Regions from separate parts of the Sus scrofa genome. Here regions 2, 3 and 4 are each linked to region 1. The links are chromatin contacts, called in public Hi-C maps. All regions are on one chromosome and are shown on one strand. Each heading gives the region's core, a stretch centred on a gene start, on an enhancer-like site or on the middle of the called end of the contact. The rest is flanking DNA. Distances are from core to core; before and after follow the strand shown. Region 1 holds the start of RNF39 (ring finger protein 39). Region 2 holds the start of OLF42-3 (putative olfactory receptor-like protein). Region 3 holds the start of TRIM15 (tripartite motif containing 15). Region 4 holds the start of GABBR1 (gamma-aminobutyric acid type B receptor subunit 1).

Region 1 (3,020 bases), core at 360-2,859:
GCCGCTTCCCCTCTTGCCATGAAAGCCCAATGACATTTATTGGGCCCTTTGTTCTGTGTCTCTCTACCCTGACCGAGGAGGCAGCTGGGCTTGGATGAGTCCCAGGTCCCACAGATCTGCAGGGTACCATGGGAGCCAGTAGAGGGCGCTGGATGCTCCCCCTCCAAATACTAGGATTCCCTCTTCTCCCTTCGCTGTCCAGTGGGTAAGACTGGAGCAGACCAGTAGGATGGAGAAGGGAAGAGAGGAAGGCAATTTGCCTAATAATGCCAATTACACCTAGACTAATTAGGTATATGTGGACTTCAAAGGGTGGAAGCAAGATTCGAGACCGGCTCTGCTGCTGGGGAGAAGCCAGTAAGGAATCCAGGACGCCTGGGGGTCGGGCAAGGGAATGGAGTTGGTTGACCGCCAGGGGAGTGAAGGCCCAGGAGCGACGCGGAAGAATGAGTGGGTGGGTGGGTGATTGGGTGGGATGTGGAGAGAAGCCAGAGGTCCCAGCGGCTGTTCTCCCCGACTTTGCCTCCACCCATCGCCGCCTCTCCCCGGGGCCCTGGGAGGAGCGGAGGACAATCATAACAAACAACACGGGAAAGCCTACGCCAGAGCCCGGGCATCTGCCCCAAGATGCTGCAGGGGAGTTTGGATCCCTCCTTCCCTTTTTTTGACAGCCCCCTCCTTCCCCACCCCTCCACTCCAGCTTTTTCTCCGCCCTCCTTCCTGCTCCTCCTCCCCTTGGCCAGTTTTGATCTTCTTCAACTTCCCAGGCCCCCAGTTCGCTCCCGCCCCGTCAGCTTCCTCCCTCCTCCTCCCGCCCACCGCCGGCCCCCTCAGCTCTGCCGCGGCTCCACCCCGGCGCCGGGCTGCCCCTTTCGCCAGACTCCCAGTTCCCGCGCTCTTTGCAGAGCCTCGGGGGTCTCCTGATTCTCTCTGGTGGCCCAACCTCTTCTCTGCCTCTCTAACCCCTTCGCTCCAGCCCACCCAAACAAGACTCAGGCATCCGTCCAGCCCCCTTCCCCCTGGGCAAAGCGTCAACTCCTTCCTATGCCGGTCCTGGCACTTGACAGCCGCCACCATCTCGTCCTCTGCTTCTCTCTCCCCAACTCCATCTTCTGCCTAAACTTGCAGAAGGGCCCCGACTCGGGAGGCACCATTCCCCACTTCCCCAGGAAGCCCGCGGATTCCCCACCCCGCCCGGGCTTCCAGCGACAGCTGCGAACTCGCGAAGCGCACCCCTGCCTCACCTCTCCCTGCTGGTCCAGGCAGCCCATGGTGGGGATGCGCCCCCCTCGGCGTTTCCCCGTGCGGGCCCCGGGCTCGGCCAGCTTCTCCCGCAGTCCTCGGCTGATGCGCACCTCCACCGCCAGCCGCACATTAGACCTCAGGCAGCGGCGGGGGCAGGGCAGGCCGCAGCAGGGGCAGGCGGTGGGGGGCGTCTCGGGGCCCGTCGCCGGCGGGGTCCCCCAGCAGCGGGCCAGGCACGCGCGGCAGAAGCTGTGCTCACACGCCAGGAGCACCGGGTCCTCGAAGGGGCCCCCGCACAGCGGGCACGTCGCCAACTGCTCCAGACGCTCCACCAGCCCCGGGCCCAGTAGCTCCGGCGCCTCCATGGGGAGCCAGCGTCTGGGCGCCGTCCCTTCCGCGACCCCCGCGAACGCCTTCGAGCGCGCAGCTGGCTGAGCGCCTCTGCTGCTGGTTGCGTTGATGCCCCTCTCTCCGCCTCCCGCATTAACTTTCGGACGTTTTCTGGCCCTCTCCTGGGATCGCCTCTCTCTTCAACCAGTCTGTCTCTGCCAATCTCCCTTCCACGTCAGGCTTTATAGGGAGGGAGGAGGCGCCCCCGGGAGGTAAACATCAACCCTTGCGTAACACCCCATCTGGTTCTCCCGCTTCCCCAGTAAGGTTTTGGCGGAGAAGGGTGGGAGGGACACCTAGGTCTGGAGCCGAGGAGGTGGTAGCTAGGGGGCGCTCTGGGGGCAAGGGAGCAACGTTCGGGGTGGGTAGCCCCAGTCACCCCGTAAAAGCGGGAATCTCACCTCCTCCTCGGCCTGAGGTGTGCAGGTCGGCAGGCAGGGTGCCCAGGCTCGCTTTTGGTATGTGTGCCCACATCGCCAGGGCGTGAGTCATTCCAGGTGGCCGGCACACCTACATCTGGGGGCTGGGGGCCCGGAAGCACAGATCCTGGTTTGTGTGGCTTTGGCAGGCCTCCGAGTGTTGGTGTGCAGCTGTCATTCCAGGCGCCTCTCTCCGTTCCATCCTCCTACCTTGCCTATTAAGGGCTTAAGGACACAGAAGCTTTGGCTTAAGGGGTAGGGAGCAGGTGCCCGCACTCCCACCTCAAGGAGTCAGGGTAGGGCTCTGTCACTTCTACCTCTGGCTGGCTCCTCCTCTCTTGTTACTTGCCATCTCTCTCTTTCTAGTTATTTCTCTCTTTCCCTGTGTATCCTTTTATTTCCACTTTTTCTCTCCTTCTTTGGGATGTACCCAAAGATGATCTATTTTCATTCTTTTGGTAAACTGGCATTGCCAAGTACACAGAGCAAGGGAATGACCTGAAGTGGAGCCATACCCAGATCTGATTTATGGCCTTGCTGTGACTCCACCCTGCCTCTTTTTAATTTCAGATCCCTAGAATCCCCTTCTGCTTTCTAATTTTTTTTTTTTTTCAGATCTTTCCTCGTGCCTTCTTCCTTCAACTCCATCTCTCTGTCTCTCTCTCCTTCCCTCTCCTCTTCTCCTTCCTGTCTGCTCCCTCTTCTTACTGGTCCTCTCTCATGCTAGGCCTTTCTGTCTGGGTTGTGAATAAGTAAACATTCAGTCCTGATCACACACACTGCTGTACAAACAAGCGTTTGCATCCATCAATGTCCAAATGCCCCCAAATGCACAAACTCACAGGCAGATAATTCATACATTGCAAAAATCACAGATATGTCCCAAGAGTCTCATACACACTGAATATCACTGGGACAGACATCCAGGATTATTCAGGGACAGATAGACATACTCAAAGAAAGAAA
Region 2 (3,020 bases), core at 324-2,823, 130 kb before region 1:
TGAGCTATGGTGTCAGCCAGCTCCCATTTGACCCCTAGCCTGGGAATTTACACATGCCGCAGATGTGGCCCTAAAAAGCAAAGGAAAAAAAATGTGGCAAATGCTAACAATATATAAATAATACACAGGAATTTCTTAGCCTTGAAAACTTTCTGTAAGTTTAATATTGGTACATAAAATTTTTTTAAATCTCAAATAATGACTAGAATTAAGAAAACATTAAACAAGTTCTATGCTTTACTTAAATATCCCAGCATCAATTCAGCATATTTTCCTTTTGACATAATCTTATCTGAAAGGGAAAATATTTTTTAAAATTATATCATCTTCCTTATTTCTAGACTCAATAATTCTTGATGTTCGTAGTTCCATAACAAGACCACTGGAAGCCTGTTTGGTCTCTTTTAAAAATTTTTTTTTATTTATTACTTATTTTTTGCTGCCCTGTGGCATATGGTTCCCAGACCAAGGATCAGATCTGAGCCATAGCTGTGACCTCAGCTGCAGCTGCAGCAAAACGGGATCCTTAACCCACTGCACTGGGCTGGGATGAACCTGAGTCCCAGCGCTCCCAAGATGCTGCTGATCCTGTTGCGTCGCAGCAGGAACTCCAGCCTTTTTGGTCTTATTTTGCCACATATACATAATATTAAGTTGGGCTTAGTGCTTTTTATTTGTAGAAGACACTCTTGTGCTTAGTTCAATAAATCATAATTTTTTTAAAGGGATAAGATCACCTAGTTAATATCTCTGCGGTAGGATCACTTCACTTCAAAGAGAAGAAATTTCCTTGATTCATACACACGTTCTGCCTCTGGTGGTTCTCCTACAAATGAAGTAAGGAAGATAAAACATGAACAATCTAGAAAATGTATGTTCCAGAGTAGGAAGTAACCCTACATAGACACTCTCAAGAGGGAAATTCAGTAAAAATGATTCTTTTGCTAATCTTCTCTGGATACATAAGGGAATATCAAAAACTATGACAGTACTCAGAACAAAATTAATACTCAATAATTGATCTTTTTTTTCTTTTTAGGGCACATGAGGAGGTTCCTAGGCTAGGGGTGGAATCGGCGCTACAGCTGCCTGCCTACGCCACAGCCTCAGCCACGAGGGATCCAAGGTACATCTTCGACCTACACCACAGCTCATGGCAATGCCGAATCCATAACCCACCTAGCAAGGCCAGTGGGTTAAGGCCTCACTCGAACCCACATCCTCATGGATCCTAGTCAGTTCCCCACAAAGGGAACTCCTCAATTGATTTTTGAATTAAGGAAAACTTAGCTAATCCATATTTTGCATCAGCTTTCCTTACCTTCAGTGAGTCTGAGGAACCAGCGTGGGTCTCCACCTGTTTTCCAGCACTTTCATGGTTTCCTCAATCCCACTAGCAACATGTGACCTGGAGAAAGGGGAAGAGAAGGAGCTGCCGGTGATGACGTCCTGGGAAAGAGGCTGAGGGAGTGAAAGCAAAAGAGAAATACCCACCTGCTGCGACCTGGCAAGTACCCAGAGTGACTTTTCATAAAACAGTTTGGACACACTCCCCTGACAGCCCTCAGCCCTCTAGGTCTGGACAGGAACAGGCCATGGTCAACCGCAGCTCCCCGGCAGGCTTCCTCCTTCTGGGCTTCTCTGAACACCCAGAGCTCGAGAGAATCCTCTTCGTGGTTGTCTTCGCTTCCTACCTCCTGACTCTAGCTGGCAACACACTCATCATCCTGCTGTCCGTGCTGGACCCCAGGCTCCACTCCCCGATGTACTTTTTCCTCTCCAACCTCTCCTTCTTGGACCTCTGTTTCACCACGAGCTGTGTCCCCCAGATGCTGGTCCACCTGTGGGGCCCACACAAGACCATCAGCTTCCTTGGCTGTGCTGTCCAGCTCTTCATCTTCCTGCTCCTGGGGACCACTGAGTGTGTCCTCCTGACAGTGATGGCCTTTGACCGCTATGTGGCTGTCTGCCAACCCCTCCACTATGCCACCACCATGCACCCCCGCCTGTGCCGGCAGCTGGCGGCAGTGGCCTGGGTCATTGGCCTGGTGGAGTCCATGGTCCAGACACCACCCACACTTCGCCTGCCCTTCTGCCCCCACCGGCAGGTAGATGATTTTGTGTGTGAGGTCCCTTCTCTAATTCGACTCTCCTGTGGGGACACCACCTACAATGAGATCCAGATGGCTGTTGCCAGTGTCTTCATCTTGGTGGTGCCCCTCAGTCTCATCCTAGTCTCTTACGGTGCCATCGCCCGGGCAGTGCTGAGGATCAGCTCTGCCACAGCATGGAGGAAGGCCCTGGGGACCTGCTCCTCCCATCTCGCTGTGGTCACCCTCTTCTACAGCTCAGTCATTGCCGTCTACCTCCAGCCCAAAAGTCCCTATGCCCAGAGGAGGGGCAAGTTCTTTGGTCTCTTCTATGCGGTGGGCATCCCTTCACTTAACCCTCTCATATATACCCTGAGGAACAAGGAGGTCAAGAGGGCGCTCGGGAGGTTGCTGGGGCAGGACAGGGACTCCAGGGAGAGCTGAGGGAGAGATGCTTCAAGTGCTTTCTAATTCGTGAAGAGTTTCTTCATGATTTGTGAGAAAATTGAGTTCCCCAATCTACTACTTTTCTCTACACAGATCCAAGCCACTGTAGTCACTACAGTGTGTCGCTGTGTGTCTGTGCCGTATGTAATGAGAGAGAGAGAAACTGATTTAAGAGGAGGTTGGTATCTCCTTAAATTCAAATATTGTCATGTCTTAGCACTTCATCTTCTCCTTCCTGTTTTTAACTCCCTCCCTTCTATAGATTCCCTAACTCTGCCATGCCCATTTTTGGCTACATAATCTCCCTCCAATTGTCATATCACTCTGGGGAGATAGCTCCACTGTGGCACCCTGGAAACCTTGCATACATCCATATACACCAAAGCAGCAAATGCTTGAAACCATGATTAATATAAAACTTGGCAGGATGCCTTTTGATCCTTCTGGGTCATGAGAGGATGAGAGGCGTTTTAGGACCTGCCT
Region 3 (3,020 bases), core at 321-2,820, 89 kb after region 1:
TCGGATTTATTTCCACTGCACCACGGCAGGAACTCCACTTTGTATGTATTTATTTTTATTTTTTTGCATTTTTTAGGGTCACACTTGTAGCATATGGAAGTTCCCAGGCTAGGGGTGGAATCAGAGCTATAGCTGCTGGCCTACACCACAGCCACAGCAACACCAGATCCTTAACCCATTGAGCGAGGCCAGGGATCAAACCCATATCCTCGTGGATACTAACTGGGTTCCTTACCACTGAGCCACAACAAGAACTCCTTTTTTTTTTTCCCCTACATTCTTTTTAATTGGTGCTAAATCTTTGAAGTCAGGGCATATTTTACACATCTCAGTTTGGACTGGCCACATCTCAAATACTCAGCAGCCTCATGTAGTTAGAGCTCTTGTGCTGGACAGTGCAGCTCCTTGTTGGGGGCAGAGGTATAGGAGGTGGGGGAAGGGAAGGTGACATACAAAATAGCTGGAGTGGGAAGGGAGCGAAATGGGGTGGGGCACCGATCATCCAGAGGAGAATTGGAATGAGTTTTCCTTGGTTTTATCCACAGATGCAGGTGAGTGGATGAAGCACCCTGGCTGTTTGCTCATTCTCTTGGCTCAGAGTTCAGGAAGGGCACAGAGCTGGAAGCCTGGAGACCCGCATGGACCCCAGCCTTGCAGCTTTCTAGCTCTGTGACCTTGGGGAAGTCACTTTACCTTTCAGTTTACATTTCCTGTACTCATCACCTGCCCGCAAGGGTTGTTATCAGATTGGATGTAATAATATGAAAACACTAAGCCTTAGATAAATGTGGTTGAACCTGTCTCTCTTTTCAATTGTTTTCTAAATTGTATCAACACGAATGGTTTGTATTATGCTTTCTTGCCTTCTCCCTCCTGCAGTTAAAACTAAAATTGAAGTTCAGAGTTATCCATCCTTCAGTGGGGACCCTGGTGCTGGGAGACGGTGGGGATGGGAGAGACCAGCCCAAGCTGAGGAGGTGAGAAGGGAAGGCGGCCAGAGGAGGGGGCCCTGGTGAGCAATCTTCACTTGCCCCCCAGAATGGAACAGACTTTCCTGGAAGTCAGCACCTCCCACTCCGGCTGGACTTTGCCGCTGCCGTGTGCACACCTCAAAGCCCGAAGTTTATGGCTCTCACCTGCTCAGTCGGACAGGAAGCAGCAGATCCTCCCCAACTCCCCTTGACCCCACTGTGATCAAGGTAGGGGTTCCAGGAAACCCCCTCTCCCTGTGACTTCATGGCATGCTCTCCTCCCCACCCCAGGGGCTGGAAGGACCAGAAGGAGAGGAGAACCGGGCGGACAGGGGCCCCTGTTGGGAAATGCTGGGTAATTCGAGATGCCCTGGAGTTTGGACTCGCTCAGCTGATAGGTGGTGGCGGGGACTCTGGGAAGCACAAGAGGTGGAGTCAGGCGTCTGTCTGTCCAGACACTCCTGTCCTCCTCGCTCTCCATTCCCGCCTTCCCCTCGCTTGGCCTCCTATTCCTTTCCCTCCGTGACTCAATTTCAGGGAAAGAGAATTCGCGTGGGATCAGGGCAGAGACCAGAGTGAACGGGCCGGGCGGCACCGGGATGCCCTTGACCCCCTCCCACAAAGGGGCCGTCTGTTCGGACTGCCAAGGGCGACTGGAGGATGCGGTGACCGCCGCCTGCGGACACACCTTCTGCCGGCTCTGCCTCCCCCTGCCCCCCCAGATGGGGGCCCAGCCCTCCAGCAGGGTCCTGCTCTGTCCAGTCTGCCAGGAGAAGGAGCAGACAGAGCCCGTCCTAGTCCCCGTGCCCCTGGGCCCTCTGGGGGAGACTTACTGCGAGGAGCATGGCGAGAAGATCTACTTCTTCTGCGAGAATGATGCCGAGTTCCTCTGTGTCTTCTGCCGGGAGGGTCCCTCCCACCAGGCCCACGCCGTGGGCTTCCTGGATGAAGCCATCCAGCCCTACCGGGTAAGAGGTATGGGGTCAGCGTGGGGCCCATTGGAGCAGGACAGTGTCCCGCGGTGGGGGGTGGGGAGGGAACAGGGCAGGGGGAGGGGGAGGGGGTTGCGTGAAAGGGCTACGGGCATCCACTTCCAGGGACCCCCAGGCTGCTGGGACCCAGACTGAGGGGCACGCAGTTCCACGTGGATGTGTGGTCATCTGCAGCCTTAGGGGGAACATCAGCTCCTGCCGAGAGGACCCCATGGTGATGGAACCCAGAGAATTGTAGCCGTGCCTTCACGCTAGGGAAGGAGAAGAGGGCGGGAGGCCCCCTCCTCAGCTTCTGGGCAGTGTGGCCGGGGCCTCCCGGATCCAGATTGGATATGAGATTTAGCCAGACCTTGACTGCTGGGGCTCAGAGAGGAGAGAGAGTCCAAGAAGGCTTCCTCCAAGCAGAGCTCTTGTTTTTGAGAGCAGGAGGTGTGGCAGATACTAGCCCATCTGGTCTTGGGGACATTATCATTCCGTCTGCCTCTCAGATCTCTTGCTTGTCACCCAGGCTCCAGCTCTGGAAATGGCCTCCTCAGAAGCTTGGCTCATCTTTCCCTCTGCATCATCTCCACAACCGCCACCCCCAAATCCAGGCTGCCCACCTGTCATCCAGGCTCCAGCCTATGCTCCCCTTTCCGGTCACCTGCCAAGCTTCCCAAATCACACACCCCATCATGTCCCTCCCCTTCCATAATCCGCCCCTGGATCCCTAGGGCCCAAAGAAAGCCTGTGACTTTAGCAAGGCTTCAAGGCCACCTGCAGGCAGGATCCTGCCTTCTTGTCCAGTCTCATGGCTCAGCTGCCGGCCCCTGGCACCATATGTCCAGTGCCAGACTGGCCATTGGTACCTGCTGTTTGCTGAATTAACTTCCTTTCTTGCTTCTAATGCTTTTACCATGTAGCTCCTTCCTTTTGCAAAGCTCTCCTTTCCTCTCATTCTTTTTTTTTTTTTAACCATTTTTACTATTTGTTAGTGTACAGTTCAGAGACATTAAATACTCTCCTACCCCTCTCGTACCCAACTGGAAATTTATCTTTCAAGGCTCACTGTAACCGG
Region 4 (3,020 bases), core at 228-2,727, 65 kb before region 1:
CATAAAATGGGATCTCTTCAAAGTCAGGTACAGTGGGTGGTTCTCTGGCTTTGAGATGTGTGGATGTATGTAACTTTAGATGCACAATCAGATTTGCCTTATTATAGTTGGCTTATAGTCATGTTAAAAACTGGGTGTTATTGGCGGCATAGGGTCTCTGCGTTGGAGACAGATATTAAAAAATGTGATGAAATCATTTTAGGATGTTTCTGCATAATCTGTCACTAATAATCCTCAAAGAGATCAATTCACAAGATGAATAGCCAAGTTATTTTCTCAAATAGTGGCCTACTGAAGGGAGGATGAAATGAAGTGTGCAGGCTGCTAACTTTACAGCCTTCAACGGCACACAGCAAAGTCCCTGTACATAGTGGTCTTTCAGCACATATACTGGTAAATTTCACTACACTGGATTTAAAGTGCTGACTTGCAGGCAATAAAGCTAAGTTTGAGGCAGGAAGAAGAACTGGCTTGAAGAGGGGAGGGGCTTTGCGAGGCTACTCACCACAGCGGCTGGGTGTGTCCATATCTGTCCAGGAGCCGTTGGCCAGGCACTTGCGGACCTTGGGCCCCACCACCTCGCGCTCCCCCCGGCACACATACTCAATCTCATAGTCCACGGGCAGGAAGTTGATCGCCTTCACCTGGTCCCGAGTCAGGCCCCTGTACCTGATGCCCCCTTCCCAGGGCGGGTGTATGATCTGGCAACCTGCGTCCAGGGGAAGGCGGAGAGAGAGGGAAGGTGGGGGAAAGGAAAAGGCGGAGTCAGCAGCCGGAGGCAGCGGGGGGCGCAGGGCGAGGTCAGTGGGCAGGTGGAGGACAGAGGGGATGGGATGGGGTGTTGGAGGGTGGGAGTGGGGGTGGGTACTGGAACCCTGGGCTAAAGGACAAAGCAAAATGAGCCAGGGCTAAGGCTCATCAGAGCGCCCACAAGTGGGAATAGAAGGGTGCTGGTTGGGATAATGGAGAAAAGTAATTAAGAAATCGTGAACAGATAGACTATGCGAGTGAACTTGTAAGACAGGCTAAAGGAGAATCTCAGCAGAATAAGGAGGAAAGGAGAGGGGGTCTTCTAATGCCACCTGGGCAGCAATGTGGAAGGAGGGAAAAGGCGGAACTGAGGTAGCAATGTGGGGCCAGGGAAGAGGGATGGGGTTGAGGAAATAACGTGGTGTCACAGAGAGGTGGCCTGGTAGAGTAATGGGGGGGCAGAGAAAAGGCGTGCTGGGTAATGACGGGGGGGTGATGGAAAGGAGGTCAGGAGTAGTAAAGTGGGGCCGAGCAGACGGGCTGGCCAGGCCGGGATGCCATGTAGGGCCGACCGGATAGCAGAGCGGATGCAAGGAAAGGGGGAGTGGGGTGGTGGGGTGCCCGAGGTCGCTGGAGAAGGGTGCACCTTCTGAGGTGGCGTTGGGGGTCTGCGCCCCGCCCGCGCCCGGGGGGCGGAGGAAGAGCGGCGCCAGCAGCAGCAGCAGCATCTGAGTGAGAGGCGGCCGTGAGGACGGGACCGAGCCCCGCCAGTGCCGGTCCGGACCCGGGAGGCGGCCCGGCCTCCCTCCGGGCCGCCTCCCGGGCTCCGACCCGGCTCAGCCGGGGGACTGGAGAGCGCCCCGCGGAGGAGGCGGGGGCGGAGCCCGGCGCGGGTGGGGGAGAGGAGGAGAGAGAGCCTGTCCCCACCCTCCTCCTGCCTCCCTCGGCCCCCCCACCCTCCCGGGACTCCACCTCTCACCACCTCCTCTCCCCCGGCCCCCGCGGCTCGCCCGAGCCCGGCTTCCCCACGCTCCCGGGCTCGGCCGCCTCGCCGCTCCCGGTTCCTTCCCCGCCGCTCCCCCGGCCTCCGGCTCTCGGCTCGGCCCTCCCGCGCGCCCCTCTCCGGCCCCGAGCCCCCCGGCCCTGGCTCTTACCTCGGCGCGCCGGCCCAGCTCCCCGGCTCTCCCGGGCCTCAAGGCCCCAGGCCCGGCCGCTCCTCCCCGCTCCCCCCCTCCTCTCTCCTCCACCTTTCCCCTCCTCCCGGCCCTCCTCCCCGCGAATCCGGGCTCCTGCCCGGCCAGGGTCTCCCCCTCCTCTCTCGCCTCCCCCAAACCCCACCCCCGTCTCTCCTTCCCCGGGGCGGCGGCGGCCGCGGGAGCGGGGAGCCGGGAGGGAAGGAGGCGGCGCCGGGGACCGGGAAGAGCTCCCGGGCGGAGGGAAGAAGGAGGGTGCAGGAGGAGACGGGGCGGGGGGAAGCGAGGGGGAGACCGGGGAGAGGGCACCTCCCACAACCCGAGCCCCGGGAGCCGCCCCGGATCGCAGCCCCGCCCTGGACCGCCCACAGCGCCGGGGGGCGGGCGGCGGAGGAGCGGGGCTCCGAGGCCTGAGAGAGGGACACCCGTGCACGAGCACACGCGCGGGGACCCGCGGGCTAGACGACTGGAAGCTGGGGTGGGGGCGAGGGAGCCCGAGCCAAAGGCCAAGGAGCTGACGCTGAGACGGGGAATCTGGGATGCAGGTGGAGAAAGACGGCTGCACAAAGAGGAAGGAGCCTGGTTCGGGGTGAGATGAGAGACTGAGGCCGAAGGCCGGATGAGAAGGAGATGAGGTGGGAGAGAAAGGAGAAGCCAGGGTCAGACAGGGGAGGGGGTGAAGGCCCGGAGCCACCTCAGCGCGACAGGAGTTGGATGGGGAAGAGACAGCTGGTGACCAGAGAGCTCTGCTACTCGCCTGCTTGGGGGAGGGAACGAGGAGAGAGGATTGGAAGCAAAAGACGAGAAGAGGAGCATCAAGGAGAGAAATTAAAGTAGGAGGGGAGGAGAAGAAAGAAAGAAAGCAATGAGCAAAAAGAGCCTCCAAGTGGGCAGGAGCCAGCATTATCTTCTCTACTCCAGCAGGGCCTAGCAATCAATATTTCTTGACTAAGGGAGAACTGGAAGCTCTCAAGACAGTCGGGGAAGTGCAGGCCTTTTGACGGTTCCGGAGGCTCCTGGCTATTGTCTGGTGGTGGAAGGTGTGTGCCTGTGTCTGTGTGTAGTGTGTGTGTGTCA

Evidence for each region. Hi-C and Micro-C count contacts between places; a contact is called where the count stands out from the background.
Region 2: a Hi-C map of liver shows a contact between it and region 1, with 2.3 times the contacts expected there. The contact joins the promoter of OLF42-3 here to the promoter of RNF39 in region 1. A contact is called at or near these places in 2 of 47 Hi-C or Micro-C datasets (heart right ventricle and liver).
Region 3: a Hi-C map of liver shows a contact between it and region 1, with 1.6 times the contacts expected there. The contact joins the promoter of TRIM15 here to the promoter of RNF39 in region 1. A contact is called at or near these places in 1 of 5 promoter capture datasets (liver), 3 of 47 Hi-C or Micro-C datasets (embryonic fibroblasts, epiblast stem cells and liver) and 1 of 2 datasets of contacts at active chromatin or transcription factors (alveolar macrophages).
Region 4: a Hi-C map of epiblast stem cells shows a contact between it and region 1, with 2.2 times the contacts expected there. The contact joins the promoter of GABBR1 here to the promoter of RNF39 in region 1. A contact is called at or near these places in 6 of 47 Hi-C or Micro-C datasets (embryonic fibroblasts, epiblast stem cells, fetal heart ventricle and 2 more) and 1 of 2 datasets of contacts at active chromatin or transcription factors (alveolar macrophages).

The regions. Positions count from the first base shown.
Region 1 is chr7:22,640,818-22,643,837 of Sscrofa11.1, forward strand. It overlaps RNF39 (ring finger protein 39), which reads right to left and starts at 1,610. Exons shown (of 5, transcript NM_001128446.1): 1 at 1,245-1,610. The coding sequence starts at 1,610.
Region 2 is chr7:22,514,102-22,517,121 of Sscrofa11.1, forward strand. OLF42-3 (putative olfactory receptor-like protein) reads left to right here and starts at 1,574. Exons shown (of 1, transcript XM_021098436.1): 1 at 1,574-2,558. The coding sequence starts at 1,596. The coding sequence ends at 2,534.
Region 3 is chr7:22,730,172-22,733,191 of Sscrofa11.1, forward strand. TRIM15 (tripartite motif containing 15) reads left to right here and starts at 1,571. Exons shown (of 7, transcript NM_001123208.1): 1 at 1,571-1,939. The coding sequence starts at 1,571. LOC110261490 (a long non-coding RNA gene) reads right to left here. Exons shown (of 5, transcript XR_002345605.1): 4 at 2,313-3,020; 5 at 1,804-1,932. It also overlaps a transcript of TRIM10 not described here.
Region 4 is chr7:22,575,636-22,578,655 of Sscrofa11.1, forward strand. GABBR1 (gamma-aminobutyric acid type B receptor subunit 1) reads right to left here and starts at 1,478. Exons shown (of 14, transcript NM_001123114.1): 1 at 1,397-1,478; 2 at 506-709. The coding sequence starts at 1,478.